2 separate regions of the Canis lupus genome follow, and region 2 is linked to region 1. The links are chromatin contacts, called in public Hi-C maps. All regions are on one chromosome and are shown on one strand. Each heading gives the region's core, a stretch centred on a gene start, on an enhancer-like site or on the middle of the called end of the contact. The rest is flanking DNA. Distances are from core to core; before and after follow the strand shown.

Evidence for each region. Hi-C and Micro-C count contacts between places; a contact is called where the count stands out from the background.
Region 2: a contact with region 1 is called in a Hi-C map of blood, with 3 times the contacts expected there. The contact joins the promoter of CHD9 here to the promoter of RBL2 in region 1. A contact is called at or near these places in 3 of 9 Hi-C or Micro-C datasets (amygdala and blood).

What each region holds. Positions count from the first base shown.
Region 1 is chr2:61,579,803-61,585,321 of UU_Cfam_GSD_1.0, forward strand. RBL2 (retinoblastoma-like protein 2) reads right to left here and starts at 3,903. Exons shown (of 22, transcript XM_038531039.1): 1 at 3,664-3,903; 2 at 848-978. The coding sequence starts at 3,903. It also overlaps the pseudogene LOC102156246.
Region 2 is chr2:61,829,329-61,834,889 of UU_Cfam_GSD_1.0, forward strand. CHD9 (chromodomain-helicase-DNA-binding protein 9) reads right to left here and starts at 1,582. Exons shown (of 39, transcript XM_038531048.1): 1 at 1,496-1,582. LOC119870327 (a long non-coding RNA gene) reads left to right here and starts at 2,925. Exons shown (of 3, transcript XR_005355785.1): 1 at 2,925-3,668.

The DNA.
Region 1 (5,519 bases), core at 2,653-5,152:
TATTTTTGCACCTTATTTAAGTCCACTTATGCAGGTTTACAGCCCAGGTATTCAACTCTTTATGCACTGCCTCTTGTCCTTAGGCCTAAATATAACTCAGGATGGAGCTCAAGGTTAAGAAATAGACTACAGCTAAAATATTACATTTCTTGTTAATTAGTCTAATATTGATCAGACTAATTAAGTGATTAATTAGTGATTTTTTAAACTATTAGGTACATAAATTTTGACAGTGGTATTCTCCCAACAAAGTGCCAAATATCCTTTTTCCATCAATCCTTAGTGAATCATAAAAGAAAATTCACCCAAAAGGCATAAATAATAATCAATTCAATTATACAACAGATAGAAAAACGATTTCTTTCTGCCTCTTCTTTAAAACATCATTTGACTCTTCCAATAATCATAATACTGTTGCTTATCCCTCAACGAAAAGGAGAGGTATTTACACATTCCATATAGTAAAATACAAATTCTGTCCATGCAGTTCTAAGTTTAATACTGTATTTTATTAACCTTTGCAATTTAGAGTACTTCCTAAAGTTTCTCAATATCCTTATTTAGAATTCTCCCAACACTGTGCAATGGTAAATCATAATGTTTAACAGCAAACTCTTTATAAAATTGCCTAACACATTAAAATTTCAATAGTTTTCGCCAAAGAAGTATAATATAATAGATACTAACTTAGATGTGGTAAAGGGAAACCATGACCTAGTTTCTAAATTCAGCACTCTATAGATACAAACACCCAGGAGATAATGAACAAAGAGAATTCTTACTAACACTATGATTTTGGGGCTTTCATATTTGTCATTCTCTAGTTTTCAAACTCTGATATAGTTACCTCTGCTCTGAACATCTCAGGATTCTAGTTAAAGATACATAGTTTCCTTCAACTGTCCCTTTGCTTACAGTTGGCACAGATTTTCTGCAAGCCACATATAAGGCACATGCTAACCAGTGAAGATCATTTCCCTGTAAAATAAAAGAAAATTGATGTTTAGTTAACCAGCTATATAAACATTTCCATATAAACAACTTTTTAGGGTAGCCCCCGGTGGCTTAGTGGTTTGGCGCGCCGCCTTGGGCCCAGGGCGTGATCCTGGAGACCCGGGATCGAGTCCCACGACATGCTCCCTGCATGGACCCTGCTTCTCCCTCTACCTGTCTCTCTCTCTGTCTCTAATAAATAAATAAAATCTTAAAAAAAAAAAACCCAAAACTTTTTAGATTAAACTCTTTAGATTAAACAAAAGGTGCTATTTTTAGGTTTGTGGGAAACTGTATTTTCAATGATGGCTGTAGCCCATGTGCTCCTTATACTATATATTGACATTTTCACATTGAGAGACAGGAATCTGTGTTTTGTTCCCTCATTTTCAATTGTGTTAACTAATAGAGTAGGTGAAAATGATGCTCTGTAACTTGCAAGATCATAAAGGGCAATAAAGATTCTATCTGGTTCACTCTCTCAGCACATGTGCCTTGGGTGTCCCAGTGTGGGATAAATTAACAGTCACAGAGACTCGATTTTCTCATCTGAGGACTGTGAGAATGAAATGAGTTGCAAGCTTAAAGCACAGGAAACACAAGAAATCAAAAGGTAAAATTCTATAACCAATATTCTGTATTAAATGTTGTATGAGGGGTGCCTGGATGGCTTGGTCGGTTAATCGTCCTGCCTTCAGCTCAGATCACACAATCTCAGGGTCCTCGGATGGAGCCCTGCATCCCACTCCCTGCTCAGCGGGGAGCCTGCTTTTCCCTCTCTTCCCAGCTTGTGCTCTCTGTGGCTATCTCTGTCTCTCAAATAAATAAATAAAATCTTTAAAAAAAAATCACAGGAGTCTTATTTTCCATCGTACACTTCCATGAGACTGACATCCTACGTGTTATCTTGCAGCATACCCCACTACAAGCTCCACAAGGGCAGAAATTTTTTAAGTTTTGTTCACTGCCCTGTCCCCACCATCTACAACAGTATCGGGCAAAGAGGTGATTTAAAAAAAAAAAAAATCGATAAATGAATATTCATTCATTCACTGAGTAAACGGAGCTAAGAATCTGAGATCCAAGTCTTTAACAAATTGAGTAATCAAACATGTTTTCAAAAATATTTTACTAACCATCTACTGCTTGTCACTTGCTTACGTAACACTGGATTTCATACAACTCAGCCCCTATGAGTTGAAATACCTCAACTGTATGGTGATACTACTTGTTCTATCCAATTTCGAAGACTGTTGAGAAGACAAAATAAGAGCTTATTTGCAACCACTTATGCCCATCACCAAAGAACGGCTGGAATCACTGACCAGACAACCACCGAGGAATAAAGAGGAAGATGGCCCATGCGGCCACATGCCCGCCCTGAGGACACGAGGGCGCTCTGTAAACTGAGGCGCAAGCACGGTCCATGACTGCCTTGTGCGCCACAAACCACACGGAACCTCGTGAGACCTTCAGCGCAAATCATCTCAGATGTACGTATCACGACATTGAGCTCCGGGGTGGCTAACTGTGCAAAGCCCCCTAGGTCTGTCAGGTCCTGAAGCCACTACAGGACTAGCCTTCCCGCTTCCCCGCCCCCACGCCGCAGAGCGCAACTACGGGGAGGAGGGACCTTGGCACACCAACAAACAGCGAGTAACCTCCGTGGGTCACACACAGGCGGAGACACCCTGCTCTTAGGACTGACTAGTACCTTCGTCAGGCCTTCCCATCCGGAGCCTATTGGCCCCGCTCTTGCCACAGACCGTAACGCAACGCAAGACAGTCCTCCGGCCTCCCGCCGGGCGCCACCCACCAGCGCCACAGCTGGTAAACAATCCCGACTTCCGTGTCACTTCCCATTGGTCCATGAAGGGGCGGTGCCTACGCAGCCGAGCCTCACTGGCTAGAATGGCCATTCTTCTCCCGTGCGAGCCCCGTCCGAGGAGAGGGACAGAGGCTGCCTGAGCGGCGGCGACGCCGGGGCGCTGCGCGGCGTGCGAGGTGACCGAGAGGTCGTCCGGGTCGTCGCGGGGCGTGCTTCCCGGGGACGGCCCGGGGACGGCCAGGGGGCGTGTGTCTACACGGAGGTAGGCCGACGGCCCGTTTCGTGTGCCCCACGGAAGACCCGCCTCACGCCACACACACAAACACAGCCCGAGACGTGAACGACGCGTTTGCCGTCCGGACGCGACGGCAGGGCCAAGGCAGGGCCAAGGCAGGGCCAAGGCAGGCCCCGGGCGGCTCGGTGCGGCAGGGGCGGAGCGCAGGAGGGGCGCTGCCCCGGGCGGACCCCGCGGGAGCACAGCCAGGCGCCGGCGCCCCCGCCCCCGCCCCCGGCCTCGCAGCTGCACCTGCTCCGTCCGCCAGCGAGGGGGCTGTACTCCCGCAACCGTGACCGCAGCTCGGCCCCGCCCCCGGAGGGGGAAGCTGCGAGGCGGGGTTCCCCCGCCGGGCCACCGGAGGTTTCCTAAAGCAGGTCCCAGGAGCAGGGAGCGCAGGGACGGCGCGAGGGCCGCGGGGACCGGGGAGACCCGCGGAGACCCGCGGAGACCCGGGGCCTGCCCGACGGTCGCGCAGGACGCCCGGCCCGGGAGGGAGGGGCCCATCCCCGCGGCGGGGCGCGACCACTAGGCCCGGGACGCCCCTCGCCTCCGCCCCCGGGCGCACCTCCAGCGTGTAGCTCTCGCTCATGTTGCGGTAGCTGTCCCAGGCCTCGGCCCGCGCCGCCTCGTCCATGTTGAGGCGGCTGCACAGCTCGTCGAACCGCTGCTGGGTCTGAGGGGCCGGCGACCGGGCCGGCTGCGCGGCGTCCTCCGCCTCCCCGTCGTCTTCCTCCTCCTCATCCGAGGCTGCCGCCGCCGGAGGGGGAGGCGGGGGCGGCGGCGACTGGTCGCCTCCCGACGGCATGGCGCACCCCTGGGCGGCCGGTCCTCAGGGGAGCTGAGGGCCGGAGCCCGCAGCCATTCAAACCGCGAAGCGCCCGCCCGTCCGCCGTCCGCCGTCCGCACGGCGACTGCGCCGCCACCAAGGAAGCTAGACCTCAGGTAGGCACCCGTAGTTCTGAGCGGGGCCTGATGGGCAATGTAGTCCGAGCCGGAGGCCCACGGGGGCCAAAAACCATATTAAAAAAAAAAAAATCAACGGACGTCGCGCTCCTGGGGCTAAAATAAAAGTGTCTTTGCGACGTTTTAATTAAGTCTTCACGGTGGGACTATTCAGCAGGGCTGTGCTGAAGAGAAAACATCCAAGAAACAATGACTTGTGACGGCTTACTGCCCAAGGTGTCTCCGAAATTAATACTCATTATCTGCCTGTCTTTAACTGTAAAGTAAGAGTAATAGCAAGCAAGGGCCTGTTTACCTAAGTTCGAACTTCAGCATCGCTCCTAATTTCTAGTTCTTTCCTATATTTTAACTTTATGTGAGCCTTTCAAATAATCATTGGATTATTTATTTATTTATTTATTTATTTATTTATTTTACAGCGGCAATTCTCTTATTTCCCAAAGGGCCAATTTACATTCGCTCTAAGTGATATATTTGTACTATCCTCAGTGGCTTACCTTTGTTCTTTTATTTTTATTTTGCTTTCTCTTTCATGCTTAGAGTAGACTTCAATCACTTTGAATCACTTTATTAACAATCCTCTTTGATTTACAAGTGGATGTAGTATAGGACATTTTTCTGTTTGAGGAACCACTAATGCATTGCCAATGGCCATGGGGTCACTTCTTTCTCTCTTCCTTGACCCTCCTTTTTTTTTTTTTTTTTTGAATTTTTTAAAGATTTTGTTTATTTATAAGACACACAGAGAGAGGCAGAAACAGGCAGAAGAGCAGGCTTTCCGCCAGAGCCGGAGGCAGAACTGGATCCCAGAATCACGACCTGAGCCAAATGCAGATGCTGAACCACTGAGCCACCCAGGCGCCCCTCTTCCATGACCCTTTGAACGCATCCACCTGCTGTGAGGAAGCCCAGGTTACTTGGAGAAGCATGCTATCAACGATCGACAAAGCTGGGCATTAAAGAGGTGAAAATAGATTTTATTCAGACACTACTGACAATGAAGTAAAGAGCTGAGCTCCATTCCAATCTGTGCAGGGGTCTTTAAAAAAAAAAAAAAAGAGGAAACCTGGGTGGCATGAATAAATAAATAAAATCTTACCAAAAAAATCTGTGCACAGGTGAGTGGATGATTTAAAGGGAGAATGAAGGACTAGGGATGGGAGAAAGTGGAGCTCAACCAAAAAATTCCAAAGGGTTAGTGAGTGTCAATGTGATCAGGCCAGCAGGCAAGTTATTGAATTTAGGATTCTATCTTCCTTCCTACAAAGACTAGGAGACTGAGACCCTATATGGCTTTCAGATCATTGAGAACGACACTTCAAATTGCAGGAGATACATACACATCTCAAAGGCACAGAGGAAGGAGTCACCATTGGAAGCCGTTTTCGGTAAATCGCCAGGTGTTGGTTAGAACCAAGGGTGAATTCTGGCAGCCATGAGTTTTCTTAGGCATTTTAA
Region 2 (5,561 bases), core at 332-2,831, 250 kb after region 1:
ACTGCAGAATCCGCCAAAAATGAGGATCCGCTGTATTTGTTCTCATTTCTCTCATTCACCAGAGTGTGAATTCACCAAGAGCTGGCTAACCTCTGTCTTACTCACCATTTTATGTCTACATCTGGGAAACTGTGTGGCACACAGTAGGCTCTTAATAATGAATATGCCATGAATGAACAAATGAGTCAATTCAGTGAAAGTGCCTTGTTGGCAGTAATGACAGCCATTGTTTATGGAAAATGCGCCATGACCTGCCTTGTGCTAAGTGTTTTCTCTCCATTCTCAACATGAGGGAAACAGCAGATTGCTTTTGCACATGGGTCCTAGAGTCAGATTGCCTGGGATCGGCCTCTTCTTAATCATATAGCCCTGAGCAAGCCCCTTGGCCTTTCTGAGGCCTAGTTTTTCAAACATCAGATGGGGTCATTATGGTACTATCCTGTGGGCCATAATGAGGAGTCAAATGTGACAATGCACAGAAAGCATTGAGCACAGCACCTGGTGCAGGTGTACCTGCAGGAAACATGACCTTAATTGTTAATAATTCCCACAATAACTCTAGGAGGTTTATACCATCGTGCCCATTTTGCAGATGGGGAAACTGAGACCAGAAGTGATATCGTGAGCTCTTGAGGGGGCTCTGGGGACTCCAAGCCCATGCTGGTAACCACTCTGCTGTTTCATGAGAATACACGGGATCATTTTTACTAGTTATAGGGGAGCTTACTCTGCCTCCTCAGCTGCATTTAGCAAAGTGAGGAGGGCAGCTCAAGAGTCTTCTCTCACATTCCACATCAGCCTCTTTCCATCCCCTGCCCGCTGCTGAGTTTAACCCTTTCAGAACCAGCCCTATTGGAGGGGAGGTGTTGGTTTGTTATCTTGGGTTTGACAGCTTAAAGGCGGAGATACTTCCTGCTTCAAAAGCAGGAGGGAGGAGGAGGAGGAGGAGGAGGAGGGGGGGGGAGGTGGGGGGGGGAGAAGAATCCGCATTCGGCGGCGCTGTGACACACGTCCTCGGGGTTTTCTCCAACCTTACATCAAGGGACCTCAAACTTAGCTGCTAGTTGCAATCTCCTGGGAAGCTTGTAAAGGACCAGATGCTCAGGCTGCAACCCAGACCGCTTACACTCGTCCCCGGGGTGGGGAGGGTGGCGGTGGGACGGGGGGCACCAGCGTTCTTTCATGCTCCCCAAGAGATCCCAACGTGCAGCCAAGTTTGAGGACGGTGCTCTGGATCGGATCCGCGCTCAGCTGCAAAGCTACCGTGGCTCCGGGCACCGGGAACTCTCTCCTTTGAGGACTCGCCGAGCGGGGCCTCGGGCGGGCTTTGCAGAGGCTCGGGCTGGGGCGACCCGCGGGCCGGCGAGCTGCGCTCCCGCCGGGTCCCTTCAGGCAAGGCACGTGCGGCCGCTCCGACGTGTCGGGTCCTCCCCGCCGCGCTGCCCGCCCCGGCCGCGGGGGCCCGGGGGAAACGCCCGAGGCTCGGGGGTCCTACCTTGGCCGCCGGCGCTGCGCTCCAGTCCCCGGAATCCTGGGGCTCAGGCCCGCCCGCCGCCGGCCCCGCTGCGGGCCCCCCCCCTCCGCGCCCGAGAGGCGCCGCTGGAGCGCAGGCGCCACCCAGCGGCGCGCGGAGGCGGTGCGGGGCCGCGGGCGGGGGCGGGGCGGGAGCGCGGGCGGTGGGCGGGGCCGCGGGCGGGGGCGGGGCGGGGCGGGAGCGCGGGCGGGGGCGGGGCGGGGCGGGAGCGCGGGCGGGGGCGGGGCGGGGCGGGAGCGCGGCCCACCTGCCCATGTGGGCGGCTGCCCCCGCGTCGCGCGCCCCGGCCCGGCCCCGCCGCCCCGCCCCTTCCCTCCCCCGGGGGCGCGGGGACCCCGACCCGCTGAACTTCCTCTCGGGGCCGCGAGGGCCCGCCAGGCCCGGGCTCCGCGCGGGGGAGCCGTCCTGGGATGTCCCCGGCTGCGCTCGGGATCCTCCTTTGCGGCCCCCGCTTCCAGTACAGCCCAGGTTGGCACAGCCTCCTTTTGAAATAATGTGGGAGCCCCGGACACGCCGGGGACCGGCCCTTCCCCTCCCACCAACCCTTTCCTCTTCTCCCTGCCCCAGCCCCCACCCCCTTGCCCTCCTGCCTGGTGCCCTCCAGGCTCTCGGGCTGACGGTGATTAGACTCCCAGTCTGCGGCAGAGCCTGTGCAGAGTTGGGAGACACAGGTCCCTTGGGACTTGGCAAACCGGGTCATCTTTCTCTGCCGGCTGCAATGACTTTTTTTGGGGGGGGGGGTTGGGGCTTTCTTGGTACCTCTCCTGACTCCCTGACACTCAATGCCCGTAGCCACCCCTTAGTCACTGGGGAGCTGGGAAGGGAGAGTAGATCTGCCCTAGGCTGGGGACCTGTTAGCTGATAATTAAGCAATGTCCAGAGGAGTCCCACTATCAGGCTTTTTGAGAGCAATGGGGACCCTAAGCCACCTCCCTTTCCTGAGGCTTCTGGTATTTATTATTATTATTATTATTATTATTAATTTTAAAGATTTTCTCTATTTATTCATGAGAGACACAGAGAGAGAGGCAGACACATAGTTAGAGGGAGAAGCAGACTCCCCACAGGGAGCCGGATGTGGACCTCTATCCCAGGACCCTGGGATCATGTCCTGAGCTGAAGGCAGATGCTGAGCCACCCAGGTGTCCTTGGTATTTATTATTTTTTTATGAAGACATGCCAAAACAGGGTTACAAAGATGGTGGACTATTTAAAGGGTTTACATTTCACTTCTTTCTTCCCTCTGCAAATGTTAACTGAGCACCTACTATGCCCCAGACACTTTCCTAAAAACAAGGGATATGACAAAGGGCAAAACACCCCCAATATCTCTGCCCTCACTGAATTCAGATTTAATGTAACAAATTAACACTTTTAGCATCCACAAAAATGCGGTGCGATGGAATTGAGCTCCTCACAGGATCAGTACAGGATTTACAATGCAAAAAAATGAATGTGTAGGGTACTGAAGGCCGAGTGGCCTGGTGATGGACACAGGTTTTGCAAGGCGGTATGTGAAATGCCTTCTTATCCTGGCCATTTATCTGTGCGATGACATCTGGGGATAATATCACCAGTGGAAAGATGAGAGACACTTTGTGAAAGTGAGGTCTATGCCAACCCCCAACCTGTGTGAGTGCCGGCCTCATATTTGGCCTCTTGGTACTGGTAGGCTCTGGCCCCAGTGACCATCGAAGGCAGAGGAAGAGGAGGGGGACGTATCACCCGTGGGCACTGCCTGGAAGGGCAAGGGGCAGTGTATGTGTTTGGTGTGTGTGTGTGTGTGTGTGTGTGTGTGACTGATATGGCCTGGTCCCCAGCTTATACACGGCCGGCTGGTGTTCTCTGGTGAAGGTGAATCGGTCAGAGAAGTGCTGACAAGGACATTTCCCATTCTCTCACTTTAAAGTGTCTCTGAGTCATTTCCAGATCATTCTTGCCCCAGTCCTTGCAAGAGCTCCCTCCCCCTCACCCCACTGTGCCCCAGAGCATGCCTGGGCAAAGTCCTAGAATTCTGACGTCAGGCATCACCTGATGGGGTTAAAGGTTTTCCTAAGGACTTTCCCTCTGAGTTCTCCTGCCGTTTTACTCATTCCACTCGGCACTGTGTTTCAGAAACTGCAATTATCAACAGGTCCGTTTTCTTGGTGGGCTCTTCATGGTGGGGGGGGGGGTCTCCGTGAGGGACAGCACAGTGTTTGGATAGGTAGAAGTCATGTGTATAATAATCACAAGTATTATTGTTGACAATGGCTTAGGTGCTAAGAATTTCCGATCAACTATTGATTTGAAACTTCACAATAATCCTGTGAAGTAGGCACTACTACGTTTCCCATTTTATAGATGAAGAAACTGAGACTCATGATGTAATTTGCCCTTGGGGGAAGAGTAAGCCAATGGTGTGGTCAGGACTTCAGTTTGGATTGCCCAACTGCAGAATATGTGCCTGTGAGCACCTCACCACCATTTGTGGAGCACCTACTATGTACCAGACACTATGTTTTAGATATGGGGCAGAATAGACAACACATTCTTGTTTTTATCCCTCTTGTTCTTTTGTTCTGTCCATGTTTTCCTTCAGATAGAATTTTGTTTTATTTTATTTTTCTTAACAATTTCATAGTTATGTTATGAGATACAACCCATTTTCAGTAGGAAAGGGCATATTTATCTTCCAGAGTGATGTTCCTTTAAAGAGGGTGAGAATCTGGGCACCTGGGTGGCTCAGTGGTTGAGCTTCTGCCTTTGGCTCAGTGCATGATTCCGGAGTCCTGGGATCGAGTCCTACATCAGACTCCATGCAAGGAGCCTGCTTCTCCCTCTGCCTATGCATCTGCCTCTGTGTCTCTCACGAATAAATAAAAATTTAAAGAGGGTGAGAATCCAAAAGGAAAGGACCCACACATGGGGGCAGCAGGGGCATGGACAGGGTGGCACCAAGACCCTGGCACAGGAAGGGTAGAGATGAAAGAGGCAGGAATACTAAAGAGACCAGGGACATGTGGTCTTGGCAGGCTGGTCATGTGGACTGAAAGACAGTTTGACTTTGGGGGTCACAATGTGTCTATGATTGGCAGGAGTAAGCCTGGTTACTTTCTGGTCATGAATTGTACCTGCAAACCCTGCCAGGTGTTATGAGGTACAATGGCAGAAAATATATATACTGTCTCATTGATTTCCCAAAGTCCAGGAAACTAAGAGTCAGAGATGTTAAACAACTAGCTGAAGTCCGCACAGCAGGAGCACGTTAGTAGAGTTAGCATTCAATCCCAGGTTCCTTTCAGGCTGAAACCCGGGCTTCTAACAGTTGGCTGCCTTTCCATAGGTAAATGTGAATTAAACTGAACTCCTGGGGAGGGATTTGCATTTCTTCCTTTTGTCCACGATGTCCTTTCCCTCCTCTACCAGCTAATATTCTGTTTATCCTTCTAGGTCTAGCTCAAAGAAGCCCTCCCTTACTCCCTCTTTCCAGTGTAGCCTTTTCCTTGCATAGTTTAATTCCCTGTGAAGATATTGCCTCCCCTGACAGATTCAATGCCCTATAGAGCAGGATCCACATGGGTTGTGCTAGGTTGTATGTTTGCCTTTCCACATCCAGTCTCCATTGTTCTCCACCTTGTTGTTAGTTCTGGGAGGGTGACCTAGTTCTACAAGACTACAAGAAGGCTTCTATGCCCACTGGCTTCAAGGCGAGCTTGGTCAGTGAGAGCCCTGACAGAGACCAGAGGGAGGACAAAGAGTGGCTTGGGGGTGCTTGGGGGTGCACCCTGCAGCTCTCTTTCTGTGGGGTGCCTTAGGCTGGCCACTCTCCTGATCTATAGTCACAGCTGTAAGGTGACACTCTGTATTCAGCTCTCTCTGCCTCTGGTTCTACAAACTGTGCAACACCCAAAATGGAACTTTGTAACATAGAGCTCAATAAACAGCTGTTGAGATAAATTAGGGGCAGGTGTATTTGTTTGCTTGAGTGAGTGAGTGAGTGAGTGAGAAGCAGGAGAAAAGGATTTAAATGATCTTGAGAACTAGG